Linked DNA regions of Mus musculus: regions 1, 3 and 4 are each linked to region 2. The links are chromatin contacts, called in public promoter capture Hi-C maps. All regions are on one chromosome and are shown on one strand. The core of a region is the stretch at or near the end of the contact, and the rest is flanking DNA. Distances in the headings are between cores, read along the strand shown.

Region 1 (3,191 bases), core at 203-2,702, 1.0 Mb after region 2:
AGCGCTGGATCTGGGAAGTCTGGGATAGGAATGCGATAGGGGTACATTATGTAAAACTCCCAAACAATAAAAATGTTGGAAATTTTTTAAAAAGAAAAAATATATACAAATGACTAATACGTTTTCATGATGTAAATGAATGATTGACATGTCTTCATTTCACATATACTTATTAAGCAATGTTTAGGTCTGCAGCAATCCAGGGATTAAAAAGCACAAAGCCATTTATTAATGTGAAAATGTAATGAAATAAATAGGACATGTGAAATACCACTAGGAAGTGGGATAGCTTGAGAGGCAGAGATATGCACAGTTCTGAGTGAAAAGCCAGCTTAGTCTACATAGAGATTCCAGGCCACTTAGGGCTACATAGTGAAACCCTATCCCTAAATAAATAAATAAAAGATAGATGGATGGATGGAGAGAAAGAGAGAGAGAACGAGAGAGAGAAAGGATAGAAAAATAGGGTTAGTTCTCAAAAATCCAGCAAGACTGCTAAGTAAGAAAGAGAAGAAAGCAGGAAACTCAACAGCTATTGTGTATCTGCTATGGGTTATGCTTGGTGATAACCATATTATGAGGATACGAGCAGACTGCTGCACTTAGATAATGTACATACTACTAGGAAAAGTGTTACAAAGATTCTTACCGGAAAAGAATGTACCCGCAAGAAAGAGATTAAACCCATGTGGTAAGAACAGAACAGGCTTGCAAAATCCTAAAGTCTAAATATGCAAAGCACTGGAGTAGAGCAAGGTTTGGTGTGCCCGGGGAAGGAAGACTGTGCAGTATAAAGGATACTCTACAGTAGCCACATTTCTAGCTTTGAGTAAGTCAGCATAGTGACTGTACAGCAAGCCAATGTAAAAGGATAACGGCAAGTTGCAGAAAGATGGCAGAATATCATCAAAGTAGGAACACAAACCATCCAGCACAAATGAACTAGGGAATCCCCTATAAAGCAAACAGCTGGCAGTCCCAACAGAAAGAGTCTCCAGGCAGAGTGTCCACTGCGGTGATCTTCCAAATGAAAATAACAAATAACAACAGATAGAGCTCATATCCTTTAACTGGCTGCTCATAGCATGTAGCAGATAATAGCCGGAGTTCCCAGTTGAACTTTGTCTCCATGGCTGAGCCTCCAAAGGCTAAATGTCCTAAGTTGAACTTCCCGTTTTTCCTACATGCTGCGATAGCCTTTTGATTTTTAGATCTTTAAATTTTATCCATGTTTGTGTAGGCTTGTTTGTCTGTATATTCACTGTGTGTGTGCAGTGCCTAAAGAAGTCAGAAGTGGGTGCCAGAACCTTTGCAAATGGAGTTAAAGTTGTTTGTGAGCGTTTTGGTATTGATGGCAGGAATGAAACTGGGTCCTCTGCAGGTCCAGCAAATGCTCCTAACTGCTGAGTCATCTCTCCATTCCTTGCTGGTTCTGTAATTTCATGCAACAAACAATTTTAACATGAGTTAGAAACAGTTTACTTTCTAGATCTCCTAAAGGCACAACATTTTTATTGGTTAGACTTTTTTTCCCTCCCTATCCCAGAATTAGAGGGACTAGCTCGACCACAGACAAGGGGTCCCTGGAGGATACTTTGAGATGAACATACTTGGCTTTGAAAAGTGGAGTGAGCACACCTTTACTAGCAGGTTCACCTTCTCAGTCTACACCATACACACCAATTTGGCAGATTATAGTGATATACAATCTTGGGAATTAAGAATAAAAACAAAAATGTAAGGGCTGGAAGTTTACACAGCAGTTGAGAAAACTTGCTACTCTTCCAGAGGACTGGGATTCTGCTCCCAGTACCAACATCAGGTGGTTCACAACCAGCTGTATTGCCAGCTCCAGGAGGATACAGTGCCCCTAGCCTCCACAGATACCTGCACTTAAATGAACAGACCCCACACAGAGAGAGAGAGAGAGAGACACACACACACAAAGACATACACATAATTTAAAATAATTTTTAAACTTTACTTTAAAAACATAAAAGTGTAAATCATCGGGAATAACAAATATCTCAAAGCACCAACTAGAACAAATAAAATCAGATGTCACAAATCTTTAAAGAATATTTCCAGATAAACCATAAACTGCCTTAAAAGGGATTGTGCCTGTAGGTTGCCTATCAGATCTCTGCCCTTACAAGGGCAGGAAAGGAGATTGCAGTAGAGAGAAGGGGAGAGACTTCAATCCAGATAACAAGTGCACTGAAGGACAATTAATGAGAGATCCAGTGTATTGTTCAAAGGCAGAAAGCAATCCACAGGAAGACTTCTCTGTAAGTATGCAACCAGGGTTGGAAGAGGAAATGGAGATTTCAGAGCTGGAAGTCAGCTAGCTGGCTTAGACTAAAATAGTAACGCAGCAGAATTGCAAGACATATACTTGAACCCCTGAAGATCTGTATCACATACAAGAGGTCTTCTAACCCCACCGGGTGGAATGTGCTGCTTTCTCTACTTTCTTAGTCTGACCAAAAGATAGACAGCTTCACTGTAGGTCTCTGCCCAAGGACGCACTTCAACAATCCCAAAATGTGACTTACAAGCACCAGTTCACATACACACACACACACACACACACACACACACACAGAGAGAGAGAGAGAGAGAGAGAGAGAGAGAGAGAGAGAGAGAGAGGGAGAGAGAGACTCACTCACATCCCCATTCCTCACTTGGGAGTGCAGATCCTAGACATACACAAGAGGGAGTGGAGGAGAAGGGACAGAGTTCAGAGCTCAAGGAGGATGTTTGCGGAGACGCTGGACCTTGGAGTCCACCTGTCAGAGTTTCCAACATGTTGGTTTCTACACATATAGGATGAGTTTCAGTTTCTTTTCTCCTCCTTGCCACCTTTCTGGTTTCCCTTTCCTGGTTTCTCTGTATAGGAGACAGAATATCCATTCGGAACTGGGGAGAACTTCAATGAGAAAAAAATCAGATGCAATGATGTGGATAGGAAGGGGCACCTGAGAACAGAATGGTAGAACTCTAGAGAAATGAAGAGCTGAAACTAAGTGCAGGATACTATGCACTAGGAAACTGTAAGGTGAGATGTGTTTTCTTTTGTCTGAGAGACATGGGGAATACAAAAACAAAGAAAATGAAGGCACAGGTTCAAATTCATTTCTATGAAAAATGCCCAACCGTAATTCTACACAGTGTGGACATTTGAAACACCA
Region 2 (3,053 bases), core at 474-2,973:
CATGATGGGAGAAGAGAATGATGCATCCAGGATGAGAATTAGTGCAAGCCTCCATTTGTTTTCCTAATCATGAGAACCTGAGCTAATCGGAGAAGTTCACTCACAGACTCGGAAAGCACTGGTGATTGAATCAGAGAGGCAGTCTCACAAATGTCATTACAAGGCTAGACAAGGAATATGAGTCACTCTGCCAGGTCTCAAACCCCTGGGTTTCACAGGGTGAGGTAGGGATGGTATCCAGAGGTCAGAATGTTCTCCTGGGGCATCAGCCTAGTTCAAGGCTCTGGGCACAGCAGCAAATATTCTCATAGGACTCTATTCAGATCAGGTGTGGGTGACTAGTCCTGGCTATTGGCTCCAGGCAAATAAATGTGGGAGTCTCTAAAGCTGGTCGCCTTTAAAGAGCTCTTGAGAAAACTCCCAAGGGAGTCTACAGTTTAACTCTTTCATTGCTGCTCCATTTCCTCCCCATAAGCCCAGTACACACAAGACCAAAGTGTTCCAGGGTAAGTGAATGTAGAAATAGAATCTGATGAACAGTTTTTACGTAATCAGCAGCATTTCAACTTCTGCAGACTGACGCTGCCAAACAACCTCCCACCCTGAGAGAGCAGGCATTTATAAATGTTACATCTTTATATCTCCTCCCTCAAATTCCTTAATGGGCCATTAGTAAGGAGATCGATCCTAGTTACTTTATAGCTAGGCAACAGCACAGGCACCCTGCTGTGTTTACTAGTGCCAGAAACACCATTCAAAAGTTGAGAAGGTCGAAGCTCTACTTTGCAAACATTTGGGGGCGAAAAATTGGGGCAAGGTGAGGTGGAAAGGGGGAAGAGAGAAAACCCGGTGTGACCTAACTCAGAAGCATATGTAACAAGCAAATTCCTACTTAAGCTATCTGGGGGGGAGTGGAGACTGCTAAGTTCTACAGTTACAGGATACAAGCTTTAGCACCCCAACTCGCCCCAACCCGGGTTCCTTAGAAAACCGAGCCCCTTCCCCACCTCTGGCGGCCACAGCAAATGCCAGCTCTGGAGCTAAATGCGCTTGGCTGGAGATGGGTGCGCATCACTTACGTCTCGGAATTTGTTCCACTGTCCGACTTCCTTGTCATACTGAGAGATTGTCGTGAGCCATTGTTTTTCGTCCAGAAAATTACCGCCGTCCGACCGCCCCCCGGCCACAGCCACCGCCGCGGCAGCTGCAAGAGTCTGGCTGCACCAAGCCGCTGCACACACACACAATAAGGCTGACACCTTGAGCATCTGGGAAGGAGACACAACCACGGGTAGGGAGCAATGTCAGAGACCGGGTGCGAAGATGGGGGCGCCCCTGGAAGGCATGCATCAGCGAGGACGGGTTGGAGAGAAGGGGAGACGAGCAGGGACAGGGGTGTCCCCTTCCAGGAGGCTTCACCCCCAAACCAGGGCACTCACACACACGCAGACCCAAGGGAGAAGAAGAAGGGGTCTAAGGGAGGAAGCCCCAAGCAGCTAGAGTCCCAGCGGCCAGATAAAACGCTTGCCGGCCCATCACCTTGTTGAGAGCGGGCACGGAGCTCGCAGCTCCTGATGGAAAAGCAGCCCGGCTCTGGCAACTCGCTTCTTGCTGGAGCTGCTGCACGCGCCGCCGTCTCAGCCGTCCACTCAGCTCCCTGCGCCCGGCGCTCCCCCCATCCCACCCTCCCCGCGCCTATCCCTCGCCAGCTCCCCTCGCTTCACCCCTCCCTCCCCCACCTCCTTCCTCCCCTCCTCCTATCCCACCTTCCTCTCCCTGAATCCCAGCTGCAGCAAGTTCCGGATGCGAAGCCTGGCTGGAGCCAGAGGATGCAGTAGGCTCCTCTCCTAGGAATCCCTTGCTTTCTAACCTCTTGCCTCCAGAAAAGGTTCTCATGTTCCAGGCACAACCAGCTCATTCTCTCTTCTCTTGGATTGAATGCCGGTGAAGCAAGGCATCTCCCTCTCTGCTACTCCTGTTTTTCAATTTCAAGGGTGGTCAGGCAGCTATAAGGAAATAGATCAGAAGAAAACTTTATGCATCTCAGAGTGAGAGTCCGTGAGACTTTGCTCTGAACCTGAACTCAGCTCCTCCTTCCTAAAGACCACCATAAGGCCTTGGGGAAGCTCTTCACTGTCTGCAAATGTATGCTCTGAACTTCTGAATTATTTCAGAGCCAAACTCTCTTTAGATTTGGCAGGCAAAGTGTTTGATTTCACCAGCATGCCATGCTCAGTGCACACAACCCGTTTTTCCTTTCTAAAATCCCTCCAATAACTGTGGTGTATGCTACAGTCCTTAAAGCAAAGATAAATAAGCCACCTATGTCAGTCTTCTGAATATAAGCAAACAGCTTTGAGGCCCTAGCTAGGATGTACTTCGAACTTCCACTGATAACAAAAACATTTGCCTGCCCAAATCTATTCTCACACCCTGTGCAGAGCCCAGTGAAGAAATTCTTTTCCTTGTACTTACAGAAAGCAGGTTAATTGAGCAGGGTATGTAAATTGAGAGATTTTTGGAAATCAACAGACTACAAAAGTGTTAGCCATCTGTATTTGAATTACATATGTCAGGCAAGCTACACCTTCCCAAGCTATGACCTTTGTATTTTCTAAAATTCAGGAGGTCTTCATTAGAATAGTGGCAACAGGTGTGTCCCGTATTCTGAGTACTTTGTTCTCACTCGGGTCATAACTTTTAGATGATATTTTAAAGAAATCAAACTGATTGATATTAATTACTAACTTTAAATACAGAATCTAAGGAAGTGTCAATTATTAGCATAAATGATAAAAGTGAAATTTTTAACGTAGTAAGAAGACACTTTCCGATTCCTGGCACACACACACACACACACACACACACACACAAAGAAGGGAGAAAGTTATTACAAATCTACAATTATAATTTACAGACGTATCGACTGATAGCAAAGATGCATCAACAATTTTTGAGAACAGTATCATGTAGTATTTCTATATACTATTCCTAGATACTTAGTTTGCTTTGTTACAAGCAAGCTCAGCATGTGTTATAGCCTTTATGAGTTT
Region 3 (2,963 bases), core at 81-2,580, 1.0 Mb before region 2:
AGGAATTCTTATAGGATCATTATTAAGACTTAAGTCATTTATTTTTCTACGTAGCATCACTATAAGCTAGTACATCTTAGTGAATCTGCAGAGATCTGCTCCAAAGGGCTGTGCTATTACTTACTGATTATTATGTATGTTTAATAATAACAGGAAAACATATTAATAGCAGGACTCTTTCCTAAAATGAGTCCCTTACAGCCTTGCTTAATAAGGGCTCACCTGTTGCAGATTATATAATAATCTGAAGCAGGCCATTTCAGGATGATCACCTGCTAGTATTTAGCTTGTCTCATTATGGCTTCTGACATCTCTTCCCTTTGAAATATAAATGAAGCGTATATATTTCCCTTAGAGCAGTCCTGATAGAAGACCCTAAGTGCTTGAAGATGGCTGGAAGAAGAAACAGAAGGAAAATAACTAATCCTATAATAATTCCCAAATTTAAAAGAGAATTCCATAAAGAAAAAAGTTTAATTTGTGTGTGTGTGTGTGTGCTTAAGAGAACTATAAAGCAAAATTGGACATCCAAATGTCAATGGTTCTTAAGGGCTAATCTTTGTAATTTTCTGGTCTTGTACGACTTTAACAAAAATCACTGTTTCTGCTTTTGTAAACAAAAGCTTGCTTTGTAGGAGTAACAAATGCTCATAACCTCTAAACTCCCTATTTGTATCTGTTTATTTATCTATTTATTTATATATTTTGGTTTTTCAAGACAGGGTTTCTCTGTATAGCCCTGGCTGTCCTGGAACTCACTCTGTAGACCAGGCTGGCTTCGAACTCAGAAATATGACTGCCTCTGCCTCCCAAGTGTGCCACCACTGCCTGGCTTCTATTTGTATTTTTAACATAATGGATTAGAGCAGTTTTTAAAAATCCTTTCTCAAAATTATATATATATATATATATATAATAAATATATACACACACACACACACACACATACATACATCACGATTGGAGGGCAAGGGTGCAGAAACCAGATTCAGACAAGTAATCTCACAGTGAGCAACACAAAGTCCTGAGAAGGTCTTGAGATGCCTGTCAACCCTTAGGGTGTCAGACTTATCCATGGCGTCGCCTTTTCTGTTAGAGCTGGTGGAGATGGCTATCACAGGTTCAGAGAGGCACTGAGAACCTTCTCCGGCAGCGGCAGCGGCAGCGGGTAGCATCCCGGCTCGGCTCAGGGAGCACCACTCAGAGCTTACAGGGCATCCCGCCTCTTACATCTTTCACCTATGTGCTGCCTTCTCTGAATCTGATTGGCTGGAGAGGCTACTGCTGTCTCCCGCTGAGTTTAAACCTGACTCCTAGGCTTCGGGAATTGTCGAGGTCCTCAGGCAAGTGTGGGCACCCACAGCTGAAGGGGTCGCCAGGCTGCGGGGATAGCGAGGCCTGCGGAGCCCGAACCCTTCTCAGCAGCTACTCCTGGCACCTCCTGCAGCGGCTTGGAGGGCCCGGACGCTGAGGCCGGACGCGGTGCTGGCTTTGGATCAGGGCGCTAACCTCTGTTCTGCCTTTGAGCTCCTAGCTGGGCAGACGGTCACAGTAGCTTTCAGGTCAGTATTGGGAGGGAAAGGGATCTAGGTCCCCGTGACCAGGTCTGAAAAGGCTGCTTGCGTGTAGATACGGATGCTATCTCCAGGCAGGGCCTCTGCCTAGCTTGTTTAGAACAGAACTAAAAGCTTGGCTCAGATCTGGGTATTGGGAGCTGACACTTAAGGAATAGAGAGGCGCTATAAGCTAGGGGATGGCATGGCGGGGGGGGGGGGGGGGTCCACGGGAGGGAGGAAAGGAGAGTTGTTCCATCAGGGTCTGTTTATTTCCCCGCCCTGGGAAGTGGGGTCAGAGGATAAGAAGAGGTCACAGCAGAAGATCTGCCACACAGCTGTGGATGAGTCTGGGGCATTTGAAGTAGGGAAATTTGAAGATCTGCAGTTAGCCTCCTTGCTTCTCTGCTCAGATTGCGAGGTGAAAACCAGCATTTAGCCTACCTACTTCCCTGCAGTTTTACGTTTTCCTTTGGGCAAAACTTCAGAAAAATTGAACTTTAATGTTGAAATGTTGGGAGGAAACTTCCTCCCTGTTGCAGAAATTCATCCCCCAAGCCATCTTCTGTCAATTGCTTGACACCTTTCTTTCCACATCTGCTTAATGCTTTCAAACATGACCATTTTAACATGGGGCAGATTGTTTTCTACTGAAAAGTCCTTTCATGTCTTCACATTTATTTACTTAATTTTACCTGTAATTCATTTTTTACACTCCATATTCTATTCCCCGCCCCTCCCCACCCTTCAACTGCTCCACATTCCACACCTCCTCCACACCCCACCCCACCCCATCTCCACGTGGATACCCCCACCCCAGCTGACCTCTAAACTCCCTGGGGCCTCCAGCCTCTTGAGGGTTAGGTGCATCATCTCTGAATGAACACAGACCTGGAAGTCCTCTACTGTATGTGTGTTGGGGGTCTCATATCAGCTGGTGTATGCTGCCTGGTTGGTGGTCCAGTGTTTGAGAGATCTCCAGGGTCCAGATTAATTGAGACTGCTGGTCCTCCTACAGGATCATCCTTCTCCTCAGCTTCTCCCAGCCTTTCCCTAATCAAACAACAGGGGGCAGCTGCTTCTGTCCATTGGTTGGGTGCAAATATCTGCTTCTGATTCTTTCAACTGCTTGGATCTTTCAGGGTGCAGTCATGATAGGTCCCTTTTTGTGAGCGATCCATAGCCTCAGTAATAGTGTCAGGTCTTGGGACCTCCCCTTGAGCTGGATCCCACTTTGGGCCTGTTGCTGGACCTTCTTTTCTGTAGGCTCCTCTCCATTTCCATCCCTGCAATTCTTTCAGACAGATACAATTATGGGTCAGAGGTATGGCTATGGGATAACAACCCCATCCCTCACTTCCTGCTGGAGGTGGACTCTATAAATTCCCTCTCCCTACTGTCAGGCATTTC
Region 4 (2,854 bases), core at 201-2,700, 1.3 Mb before region 2:
CTTTTATGTTTTATCTATTTAAACCCGCGGTCTGGGTCTGCTCTGTATGTCAGGATTAGATGTTTAAGATCTACAGGCAGAGGTCATCATTGTAGTGGTCATCAAGAAACTCCAACTTTGCCAAGCGAGAAACAATCACCTCCAGTCTACCTCCTACCCTTTTCCTTCAAGTAGAAAACAGTATGTTGTCCAGATTATCTGCTTGCTTTTCTGCAGCAAGTATAGAGTAGTCGCATCTCCAAGCCAAAGGTGGTTTTTTCCTATCCTAAGAGAGACAGATAGGCAAAGACAGACAGACAGACAGACAGACAGACAGACAGACAGACAGAGGATTCCGATATTCATGGCTCCCTGGCTCCTTACTTTTGCCTAAATGGCTACTTGGAATAGAGATGGGTTCCTCTAATAAAGATACAAAGGCACCAGAAGACAGTCCCTGCTAAAGTGACAGTAAAAGATATTGTTAGAAAAGGAAAGCTCTCAGCTCTCTGGGCTCCCGGAAGCTTGGGGGTGGGGGAAGTCGTCTCACCTATTTTGGAAACTACTTACAGATGTGGGGAAACCTCGGAATTGCTCACACCAGGGGCTTTTTTGCAGAGATTTCCTCTGATTTTTTTTTCCCTTCCCCAATTTCCCACAACCTGTGTTTGTCTTGAGTCTGCTAGGCTGAGGAGTGGTTTACCTCTCTGATCCAGCTGCCGGCTCTTACACCCTGTCCTAGGGAGGAAATCAAACAAGTGAAGCCGAAGGGTACTAGGAGGCGCTGGGCATGGGCGCCAGAACTGTCAGAAAATTTGCGAGGCGAGTATTCCAACTTCCCTTCCTGCGCCCACGTGAGCCCTAGCTCCAGCCCATCAGCGAGGGCTTAGCGTTTCCTGCTGGTGCGATCTGGAACTCGATTTTTTTTAAAAAAAATTAATTTCTCTAGTTCTTAGTAAAACTTTGTTGGTTAGGAGACTGCCTTTGCACAGATGCCTGTTTTCTTACCCAAACAGAGAAAGGTCAGATACTTTTCCTTCCACTCTTGAGGTAGGAAGGTTAAACAGCAGCAAGGGAAAGAAACACACATCGCCTATTTATCTGGGGGTGGGGTGGGGGCAAGATAGAGAGATTTGCAGCGAAGTTGTCACGATCCCTCGCGCCACCCCCGGTCTGGCGCTCTGCACTGACACGTACCTCATCTATTAATTGCTGTTCGTGGACGCAAATGCGGAATGCATTCGGTTTTTTATCTTTAGTAAAATAGAAATGGAAATGTCAGCGCGCTCGTGTCTGTTTGTTTGTATAAGGCTATCAAACGAAGTCAGAGAGGAGGCTGTGGCCCGGATCCTGACCCTGATTGTATGAATAAGTAAGCAGGATGCGAGTGATTGGGTTAGATGCTGCGAAGATTTTTTTTTTTTTCAAGTTAGGAAGAGGGTAAAAAGACAGCCTAGAGGGGGGGAAAGAGGCACTCCAAATCCTCACACCCCTTTGCTCTCCGGGCAGTCGGGAGCTTCCCTAGCTTCGGCAGGCTTTTAAGGTCTGGCGGCGTAGAAATGCCTATCCCCCACCCCCTTCCTCGGTCTCCCCTTTCAGTTCAGATGTGCTGATGTGCAGACCGGATTCATCTTCCCCGAGCAGCGGCGGTGGCAGCGGCGGGCGCAGGCGGCTGCAGCTCGCTCTCGGCCGCGGGGTCCTGACAGCGGCGGGGGCGCGGCGCGGGAGCCGGAGCTCCGGTGGCAGCTGAGCCCGCCGTGCGCCTCTCGCCGCGGCCGGTCGTGATCGCGGGAAGTTCGACCGCTGGAAGGACGACCTAGACCGAGCCGGGTTGGCTGCGGCTGCCCTGCGCCGAGCTCCTCACCTGCCTTCCGCCCACCCGCGGGCCCCCGGCCAAGTTCCCCAGCATCCGGGGGAGACAGGGAGACATTTGCCCTCTCTAGCGTCCTGAAGACATCCGCATGTCTCCGGACACCTGAACATTCAGGTCTTTCCGAGGAGCTTCCCAGTCGGGATAAGAACACTGTCCCTAGAGCCCCGCATATCCACGCGGCCCTCCGGGTCTGGTCCCCTCCTTTTCCTCTAGGGGAGGAGGATGGGTTTGCAAGCGCTCTCCCCGAGGATGCTCCTGTGGTTGGTGGTCTCGGGTATTGTTTTCTCCCGGGTGCTGTGGGTCTGCGCTGGCCTCGATTATGATTACACTTTTGATGGGAACGAAGAGGACAAAACGGAGCCTATAGATTACAAGGACCCGTGCAAAGCTGGTAAGTGCCTGTCTAAGTTGGGACTGTGGTGCGCTGCTGGGGACCAAGACGTTGGAATCTCCTTCAAGAGGCAATGAGAGCTCACCTGTTTCCTTCTCTCCTGCTCAGCCCCTCCATCGTTGCCCCTCCTCTCTCCCTCTCCTTTTTCCTCCCGGCTCTCCACCCTGCGCGGCGGCCCAAGTTCCCTGGAGTTCTGTGCTAGTAGGATCAGATGCCAAGCACTGGTCCCCCATCGCTTAAGGCAAACGTCCCGTCCTGTAGTTTCTGATCCCTCCCCCATCCCCTGTGAAATTAAACAAGTCATAAACACAGCTGGCTTCTGTGGGTTTTAAATGCCAGCACGCAGCGGGTTCAATGCACCAGGAAGGGACAAGACCTCCGCTGTTCCAGGACGAGGTTTCCCAGAGTTTGTTCATATCCGAGTAGGCAGAGTTTTCCAAAAGGTGGGTGGAGATGGCATCTCTGCCTCTGGACACTCCTTGTTTTACCAAGAGTTTAAGTGTGAGTTCCAGACCAGAAGGGTGTTGTGACAACCTTAAAAGAACTCAGTTGTAGATAAGATCCCAGTTATTTTTCTCCCATTTAAAACTAAATCTAATAATATTTATACC

Evidence for each region. Promoter capture Hi-C pulls out the DNA fragments that hold promoters and counts their contacts.
Region 1: a promoter capture Hi-C map of hippocampal neurons shows a contact between it and region 2, with 2.7 times the contacts expected there. The contact joins the promoter of 4930512H18Rik here to the promoter of Spock3 in region 2.
Region 3: a promoter capture Hi-C map of embryonic stem cells shows a contact between it and region 2, with 2.6 times the contacts expected there. The contact joins the promoter of Sgo2b here to the promoter of Spock3 in region 2. A contact is called at or near these places in 5 of 39 promoter capture datasets (the 3T3-L1 cell line, embryonic stem cells, hippocampal neurons and 1 more) and 1 of 9 other capture datasets (embryonic stem cells).
Region 4: a promoter capture Hi-C map of frontonasal cranial neural crest shows a contact between it and region 2. The contact joins the promoter of Tll1 here to the promoter of Spock3 in region 2. A contact is called at or near these places in 2 of 39 promoter capture datasets (frontonasal cranial neural crest and hippocampal neurons).

What each region holds. Positions count from the first base shown.
Region 1 is chr8:61,909,066-61,912,256 of GRCm38.p6, reverse strand. 4930512H18Rik (a long non-coding RNA gene) reads right to left here and starts at 1,452. Exons shown (of 3, transcript XR_870457.3): 1 at 1,308-1,452; 2 at 1-19.
Region 2 is chr8:62,950,015-62,953,067 of GRCm38.p6, reverse strand. Spock3 (sparc/osteonectin, cwcv and kazal-like domains proteoglycan 3) reads right to left here and starts at 1,723. Exons shown (of 12, transcript NM_023689.3): 1 at 1,540-1,723; 2 at 1,080-1,268. The coding sequence starts at 1,268.
Region 3 is chr8:63,950,537-63,953,499 of GRCm38.p6, reverse strand. It overlaps Sgo2b (shugoshin 2B), which reads left to right and starts at 1,330. Exons shown (of 8, transcript NM_001195687.1): 1 at 1,330-1,562.
Region 4 is chr8:64,204,604-64,207,457 of GRCm38.p6, reverse strand. Tll1 (tolloid-like) reads left to right here and starts at 1,450. Exons shown (of 21, transcript NM_009390.3): 1 at 1,450-2,243. The coding sequence starts at 2,075.